2 separate regions of the Mus musculus genome follow, and region 2 is linked to region 1. The links are chromatin contacts, called in public HiChIP or PLAC-seq maps. All regions are on one chromosome and are shown on one strand. Each heading gives the region's core, a stretch centred on a gene start, on an enhancer-like site or on the middle of the called end of the contact. The rest is flanking DNA. Distances are from core to core; before and after follow the strand shown. Region 1 has its middle 13 kb from the start of Hes5. Region 2 has its middle 26 kb from the start of Pex10.

Evidence for each region. HiChIP or PLAC-seq counts read pairs in DNA pulled down with a chosen protein or histone mark.
Region 2: an H3K4me3 HiChIP or PLAC-seq map of embryonic forebrain shows a contact between it and region 1, with 2.0 times the contacts expected there. The contact joins two enhancer-like sites. A contact is called at or near these places in 15 of 39 promoter capture datasets (the 3T3-L1 cell line, 3T3-L1-derived adipocytes, the C10 cell line and 8 more), 5 of 15 datasets of contacts at CTCF or cohesin (CD8 T cells, the G1E-ER4 cell line, embryonic stem cells and 2 more), 29 of 484 Hi-C or Micro-C datasets (B-cell progenitors, the C2C12 cell line, CD8 T cells and 16 more), 12 of 115 datasets of contacts at active chromatin or transcription factors (the HPC-7 cell line, craniofacial prominence, embryonic basal ganglia and 7 more) and 3 of 9 other capture datasets (adipose tissue, liver and pancreatic islet).

Annotation. Positions count from the first base shown.
Region 1 is chr4:154,946,463-154,950,269 of GRCm38.p6, reverse strand. No RefSeq gene overlaps it. Among named protein-coding and RNA genes, the nearest start is that of Hes5, 13 kb to the left of the region's middle. Within about 2 kb of position 1,834, at least 31 of the 459 cell types and tissues checked have an H3K27ac peak or open chromatin away from gene starts, as enhancers often do. A contact at or near this core is called in embryonic forebrain, where this site is marked.
Region 2 is chr4:155,038,761-155,042,567 of GRCm38.p6, reverse strand. It overlaps a transcript of Plch2 not described here. Among named protein-coding and RNA genes, the nearest start is that of Pex10, 26 kb to the left of the region's middle. Within about 2 kb of position 2,132, at least 28 of the 459 cell types and tissues checked have an H3K27ac peak or open chromatin away from gene starts, as enhancers often do. A contact at or near this core is called in embryonic forebrain, where this site is marked.

The DNA of each region.
Region 1 (3,807 bases), core at 585-3,084:
AGGAGAGAGAGAAAGAAAGAAGGAGGAGAAGAAGGAGAAAGAGGGAGGGGAAAGAGAGGAGAGAGAGGAGGAGGAGGAGAGAAAAGAAAGAGGAGAGAGAAGAAGGAAGAGGAGGAGAGAGAGAAGAAGAAGAAGAAGAAGAAGAAGAAGAAGAAGAAGAAGAAGAAGAAGAAGAAGAAGAAGAAGAAGAAGGAAGAGAGAGAAAGAGAAGAAGGAAGAGGAGGGGAGAGAGAAGGAGGAGGAGAGAGAAGGAGGAGGAGAGAGAGAAAGAAAGAAGGAAGAGAGGAGAGAGAGAAGAGAGAGTGAAGAAAGAGGAGGAGGAGGAGGAGGAGGAGGAGGAGAGAGGTTGAATAAATAATTTGGGCGGGAGGCCCGCTCCGGGTGGGTTCCCACACCCCACCCCTGCCTTATACATTCATCCCCACAAAAGGCGCGTGCGCGGCAACAAACTCATTCGCCACGGGGCCGCCTGTGCTTTGTGAGCCAAGCTCCTGGCCCCAGAGGCCATCTGGGGAGCAGTCCTCCGCGCGGGCAGGGTGGGGGCTTCCCTCTAGGCAGCCTTTGAGGCCCTGAGCATCAGCAGCAGCTCCCTGGTAACCTCGTTGGAGGTCAGCACATCTGGCCTCAAGCGCCCCTGGAGAGCACCCCTGGAGAGCGCCCCTGGAGAGCACCCCTGGAGAGCGCCCCTGGAGTTGCCTCCTCTTATGTTACACTAGGTATGAGAAGGACACTCTCCAGAGATTCACCTGCTGCTTTAGCCATGACTCAAAAAGGGTTGTGAGCATAGGGTTCAAAACCGTGAGTATCCACTATATAGAAGCTGGACTATGTGGGTCTCAGTTTTCCTATCTATAGAATGGGGCTGATGGTGGTCCCACTCAGGTGTTCACTGAGGAGCACAATGAACAGAGAGGAGACTTCAGAGTGGCCTTGGACTCAAAGCTGCTGGATGTCCCCATTCCTGAATCCCCAAGAACTCTCAAACTCTACATCTGGTTTTCTGGTGGGAACATTCGCATGGGAGTCCAAAGTGATGGACCGGCAGCTAGGTGTAGCCCTCCCGTGCCCCCAGCTCTGAGCTAGGAGGAGAATGTCTACTCAGCTTCTATGCTGTGGTGTTAAATAAGTGTGTGTCTCCCTGCCAAGCCTCTGACTGTGGCCCTGCCTAGGGCACATAGGGTGGAGAGAAAAGAGACTCAGGTGGGTGCAAAGCCTTCTGCAGCCCTGCTTGTGTAGTGGGCATCTCTAAGTCTGGGCAGCTGGGCTGGTAAGGCGGGAGCTGGAGTATTCAAAGGTCTTTCCACTTAAGAATATTTCCTGGCCAAAGGGCTCCTGGGGCCAGAGCCTGGTGGACAGACCCTCTCCGGGGGTGTCCCTGCCCCCAACTTTGCTGGGGAGGGGGTCCTTGAGAGGGTGTCCTGCAGGCTCAGAGAGATAATCCCGGCTTTTGAGAGGCTGTGAGAGGCTGGCCCGGGGACTTTCCCACAGCCCCACATAAAGGGCTGGGCGCCAGCTGCTCTCCCACAAAAGACGCCAGGCCATTCAGGGCCCCCAGGCAGGCGGGGCCAGCAGAGCAGCTACCACAGCCTACCTGGCCACCCTCAAGCCAGACCAAGAATACAAGGAGGTTCCTCCTCCCTGTTGACCAATGAGAGGCCAAGATGTCCCCAGAACTGGAGACCAAGGTGCAGTTTTATAAAGTTCCCTGGGGTAGGTACCCCTCCCTTTTGCCTAAGGCTGGCACCATTCCTGGGCTCCATCACTCAGTCCCAGGGTCTGGGCAAAGGACTCCCTGGAAGTCCCTGCACGCTCTTGCCATTATGCCTGGCACAGTGCCTCTGCTGCTGCCTCTGCCATCGTTAGACTGCCCTGTCTCCTTTCCTCCTGCCACACGTCCTGCCCAGAGTCACACTGGCTGGCACACTTCCTTGCTCCCTGGCTTGCCCATGATGTTCTCTCTCCCAGCATTCATTTCTACCTTGCCCACTCAGCAACCCAGCCTGCCACTCAACCTGAGGGAAAAGAGGGGCGTGGCGATCACCTTATCAGGACAAGGACTTCTCCACATACCTCAGTCACCTTATCTGATGTGAGGAGCAACAATTTTAGCTGATTAGAAATAGCAGTCTGGGGCTGGCGAGATGGCTCAGTGGGTAAGAGCACCCGACTGCTCTTCCGAAGGTCCAGAGTTCAAATCCCAGCAACCACATGGTGGCTCACAACCATCCGTAACGAGATCTGACTCCCTCTTCTGGAGTGTCTGAAGACAGCTACAGTGTACTTACATATAATCAATAAATAAATCTTAAAAAAAAAAAAAAAAGAAATAGCAGTCTGGATAGAGTGGTGAACCTGTAATTCCAGCATCTGAGAGGCAGGCAGAGGCAGAGATATCAGGAGTCTACCGTTAGTTAGCCTTGGCAGCACAGCGAGTTCAAAGCTAGCTCAGCTTATGTGGCCAAAACCAAAAGCAAAAACCAAACCAAACCAAAAACAAAAAACCAAAAGAAAGAAAGAAAGAAAGAAAAATAGAAAGAAAGAAAGAAGAAAGAAAGAAAAGGGAAGAATTTATCAAGTCTTAGAGCTGCTGGGGGGATGGGGGGGGGGGCGTGGGTCCTCTTCCCCTGGAAGTTAGATACCTGTACCAGCACTGAGGTAAGGACTAGCCTGAGAGAGAGGTATGTGGGGCTTCTTGGAGAAGGTGAATACTGGATCATTGCATATTGGGTTGAAGGCAGCTGGGGACCTCTGGGAATGATGGTCTTAACATTTTTAGGGCTGCTCCTGAAGTTATTTTTAAAAACCCTGATCAATCTCACGCGCGCGTGCACACACACACACACACACACACACACACACAAACGCGGGGGGGGGGGGCAGAGGACAGCCTGTAGGATCAGGCTCTCTTTCTATAATGCAGATTTCTGGGACTGAACTTTGGTCATCATCAGGTTTGGCAGCAAGCATCTTTATGCAGCACCCTGACCAAACTTCAGTCACTCCCTAAAACTACCAAGCCCAGTGTGTCCTGGGACTGGGCTGCAGTCCTGCAGGTGGAAGGTAGAGATCAGCCAGGTGTGTGTGTGTGTGTGTGTGTGTGTGTGTGTGTGTGTGTGTGTGTGTGTGTGTGTGTGTGTGTGTGTGTGTGTGTGTGTGTGTGTGTGTGTGTGTGTGTGTGTGTGTGTGTGTGTGTGTGTGTGTGTGTGTGTGTGTGTGTGTGTGTGTGTGTGTGTGTGTGTGTGTGTGTGTGTGTGTGTGTGTGTGTGTGTGTGTGTGTGTGTGTGTGTGTGTGTGTGTGTGTGTGTGTGTGTGTGTGTGTGTGTGTGTGTGTGTGTGTGTGTGTGTGTGTGTGTGTGTGTGCGCGCGCGCGCGTCTGTTTGTGTGTGCACGCGCGCGGGTCTGTGTGTGCACGCGCACGTGCTCTCAGACAACTTGAATAACAAGATGGAAGGCAAGGAGAGCACCAGTCCTGTGCCTTTCCCGTAGGAAGCTGTGGCCAGGGCAGAAGCTGCTAATGACACTGATTTCTAGATCCTGGCTGCAGTGTGCTAGGCAGTGACAACATTCTCAGGGACTGGAGGGTTAAGATCTAAGGGCGAGGAACCTACCAGCCAGAGAGTCCTGTGAGTTCCAGGACCTGGTTGTAGCAGATCTCCACCCCTCACTCCTAATGGATAGTAGCCCAGCCCCTCTGTGGGAGGGCTCATGCTCTGTTGTCCAATCCCGCCTCTCCATTGGCTCCTGGGCGTGGGAAAACGCTAGAGACTACACCAACCCTTCCGTTCCCCCTGTGCCATAAAGGCACGG
Region 2 (3,807 bases), core at 883-3,382, 92 kb before region 1:
TGCTGGGTGGACAGCTGCAGCGCGGTGAAGACATCACACACATCTGCCTGGGCTGGGCTGGGCTGCACCTGCCCAGCCCCCAGCCTTGGACACGGTGGGGTCAAGTGGGACCCACCAGGCACTGCAGGGTGTTGTTGGTGAAGAGTTCAGCTATCCACCATGTGAGGTGATTCCTGGGGTCCTGGGCCTCTAAGCCCTTTTGCGACATCCTGTAGGGGATGGGGTACTTATGGAACTATCAAATGGGAGATGCCAAAGAAACAGGAGGCCTCCCTCTGCCCTCCCCTGCCCTCCCTTCCCCTCCCCCTTCCCCTCCCCTGCCCCCCTCTCCTCTGCCTTCCCCTTCCCTCCCTCTCTTCTTCCTTCATTTCCAGTCCCTCTCTATGCTGGCTGGTGACAGTTGACACATATGAAATGATCATAGACTACATACCAAATCAGGCCTTTCTCCCATGATCCTCTTGATGCCTTACCATGGAAAGGTACCAGTGTGCCTCCTGGCTCGCTAATGCCCTGGATTCTGGAGCAATGCCTAGCTATTCCCGTGACTGACCCACAGTACCCAAAGGACCAATCTAGGGGTGCCCACTGGTGTCCTTCCAGGATCCCTGAACAAAGTCCCAACTTAAGAGCTGCAGAGGGGAGTCTGGGTACGGTGGGCAGCAGGGGGTGAGAGGTCAAGCCTGCTTTCTGAGCTGTTAGTGGCTCAGAAGCTGACCTGTATATCCTTCCCTTCCCCAGGCCCCGGTTACCCCAACACATTACCTCTGCACCCATTCCACAGCCACACTCTCCACAAGTCCCCATGGGAAGGAAGGACTGGATTTTAGCTAGAACGAGAGAGACTGAGAGAGACTCACGCGGCAGCTAGTGTGTGCCATCAACTTACCTGAGGACTCCCTAAGGCCCAGCCTTTTAGTGTCCTTGTCCAGTGTAAGACAGCTGACCCCTCACACTCTTGGGACAGGAGAGGTTGGAGTTGGCCAATAGTGGCTGGACAGTGTGCGCCCGCCATTTGGAGCTCCAGGGGTTGGTTTGGTAGCTTTGACGCCCTGCAATTTTGCCCATCCAGGAGGCCGAGTAAGCCTGAGACGGAGGCAGGCCTGCTCTGTGTCACCCTCTGTAGGACTGGTACATTGCCATTAGGTAACAGCCGGGTGTGGGTCCAGAGAGTGTTTAGTAAGGGTGGGTTCTCCACTGGGGAACTAGGTAGGAATTCTCCTCCTTGCTGCTTAGGCTAGGCCTCTGGGTCCTGGGACTCCTGCAGGTCTTGCTCCTTACAAGTGAGAGAGGCCTCCTGCAGGCCCTCCCAGGGATAGGAAGCCCTGGTGCCTGGGGTTCTCAGCACCACCACCAGTAGTTCAGGTTACAATAATCCCCCACCCCACACTCGGCTTGCTGTAATCGGCAGCAGCCAGGTTCGACAATATGAGTTGTAATTGGATTTTAATTTTTAATGCCTGCAATAGATGAAGAGCTACGGGCCAATTTGTATAGACTCAGTTACTCTGCACCTAACAGGACTACTTCATTATCTGCCAAGCATTGCACCCGCCCTGCCTCCTGCTCCCGGGAGGGAGGGGTAGTGAGCCTGGTCCAGAGTTTGTGCCAGTAACCTGAAGGCTGCCTGCCACCTGCTGCAGTGGAGGAGCTGCAGAGGGAACGGGCCACCTCCCGTACCTCAGAGTGGGCTGGAGACCAGTGCTGCCTACCCCTCTTCCTGTACCACTGCAGCTCCCAGTGTAGCTTTCTGGGCTCTGTCTGCCCTTGGCTGCCGGGTTGTCCTCTAGGGCCCAGGCATCAATATGTCCAGCCAAAACTGCAGCTGCCATCTCTTGGCCAGGACTCTTGACCCCAAGATCTGTAGGCACAGGTGGCCGTGGAGCCTCTGGACTCCCTGGTCACCCTGAGCTGTGGATGGGGAAGGGAACCAGGATTGCATGCAGTAGGTCTCCCAGGTGCTAGAGATGGGGGAGCCACAGGGCAGAGGGCACATGGCCTCCACACAGACTGAGTCTTGAATAAGGAGCACAGCCCTTTTCCAGTGGTTCCTCCCACCTCCCCAGCTGGAGGGGTCCCAGGGCGAGGCGCTCATCTGCGACCGCCCTTTAGATTATTCTTAGGTCTGTTGTATAACAGGCAGCATCGCAGGCAGACGGAGGAAGGGCTCCTGGAGACGTCTCCAGTGGCAGCAGCTAGCCAGCCGGGAGTGAGCTTTTGTCCTTTCTGCCTGCCCAACACAAAGGGACAAAGGAGGCGTGTTCTACCACCCAGTCCTGCCAAGGGCTAGCCATGCTGGGCAGTGGGGAAGGATTCAGAGTTGTGGGGTTTCAGTGCCCCTTGGCCTCCCAGAGTTCTCTGGGTTGAGGGTGAACCTGACAAGGAGCTTTCCCAGACTCCTGCTTCTGTAGCCTTATGTGCAAATGTGTGTGTGTGTCTGCGTATATGCATGTGTGTGTGTCTGTGTGTGCATGTTCTGTGTGTGCATGTCTGTGTCTATGTGTGTGTGCATGTATCTGTCTGTCTGCCTCTGTATGCGTCTGTGTGTGTGTGTGTGTGTGTGTCTGTATGTGTGTGTCTGTCTATGTGTGTGTGTCTGTGTGTGGATGTCTATGTGTGTCTGTGTGTGTGCCTATACCCTCCTCCCAGGGCTGTGCTGAAGCGGGAGTCTGAGGACGGAGCAGCAGTGCCCACCGTGGCACAGAGCTTCCCACCCCTTGCTCTTGCTCCTCTCTTCCTTCCCCATCTGTTCTGTTCTCCTTGCAGCTTTCAAGCTCATTTCTGGGGTCTCCACCCCAACACATTGGAGCAGGCTCCCCACACCTGGTTTCTGAGCTCCTGCTGGGTATCAGCTCCCAGCGGGCAGGGCATGGCAGGAGGAGTCATGTCTTATGACAAATAAGAGGGACTTTGGAGAGACTGACCGGCTGATTAGACTATGGAGCAGATGCTTCATGCCATCAGAGACTGCTGGAAAGGCCCCCACAGATCCCAGTTCATCTGCGTCCTGTGGGCTTATGGCCTGTATTACCTCATCTTTCCTCTTTGCTAGATCCTCTGGGATGCATGCACATACATGGATACATACACATTCGTGAGTATGTGTATATAACCTACACACACATGCATAATCTACGCAGACCTACTTCCAAGGCAGAGGAACAGCCTTGTGAAGAAGTGAACTGGATGTTGTTGTTGTTTTGTTTTTAAAATCAAGACAGGGTATCATTCTGTAGCTCAGGCTGGCCTTGAACTCCAGTCTTCCTGCCTCAGCCTCCCAAGTGCAGGGATTTCAGGCATGTGCCACCACACATGCTGGCTCTAGCTGGCTGACATTCTTTTTTCTTTTCTTTTCTTTTCTTTTCTTTTCTTTTCTTTTCTTCTTCTTCTTTTTTTTTTTTTTGATTTACTTATTGTTATATGTAAGTACACTGTAGCTGTCTTCAGACACACCTGAAGAGGGCGTCAGATCTCGTTACAGATGGTTGTGAGCCATCATGTGGTTGCTGGGATTTGAACTCAGGACCTTTGGAAGAGCAGTCAGTGCTCTTAACCGCTGAGCCACCAGCCCCTGGCTGACCGTTTTTTGTTTTTTGTTTTGGTTTTTCGAGACAGGGTTTCTCTGTATAGCCCTGGCTGTCCTGGAACTCATTTTGTAGACCAGGCTGGCCTCAAACTCAGAAATCTGTCTGCCTCTGCCTCCCAAGTGCTGGGATTAAAGGCACACGCCTGGCTCCTGGCTGACATTCTTGAGACCCGTTTTCTTTCCTGAGACCTTGTGTAAAGAGTATGAGAGAAGGAAGCTGG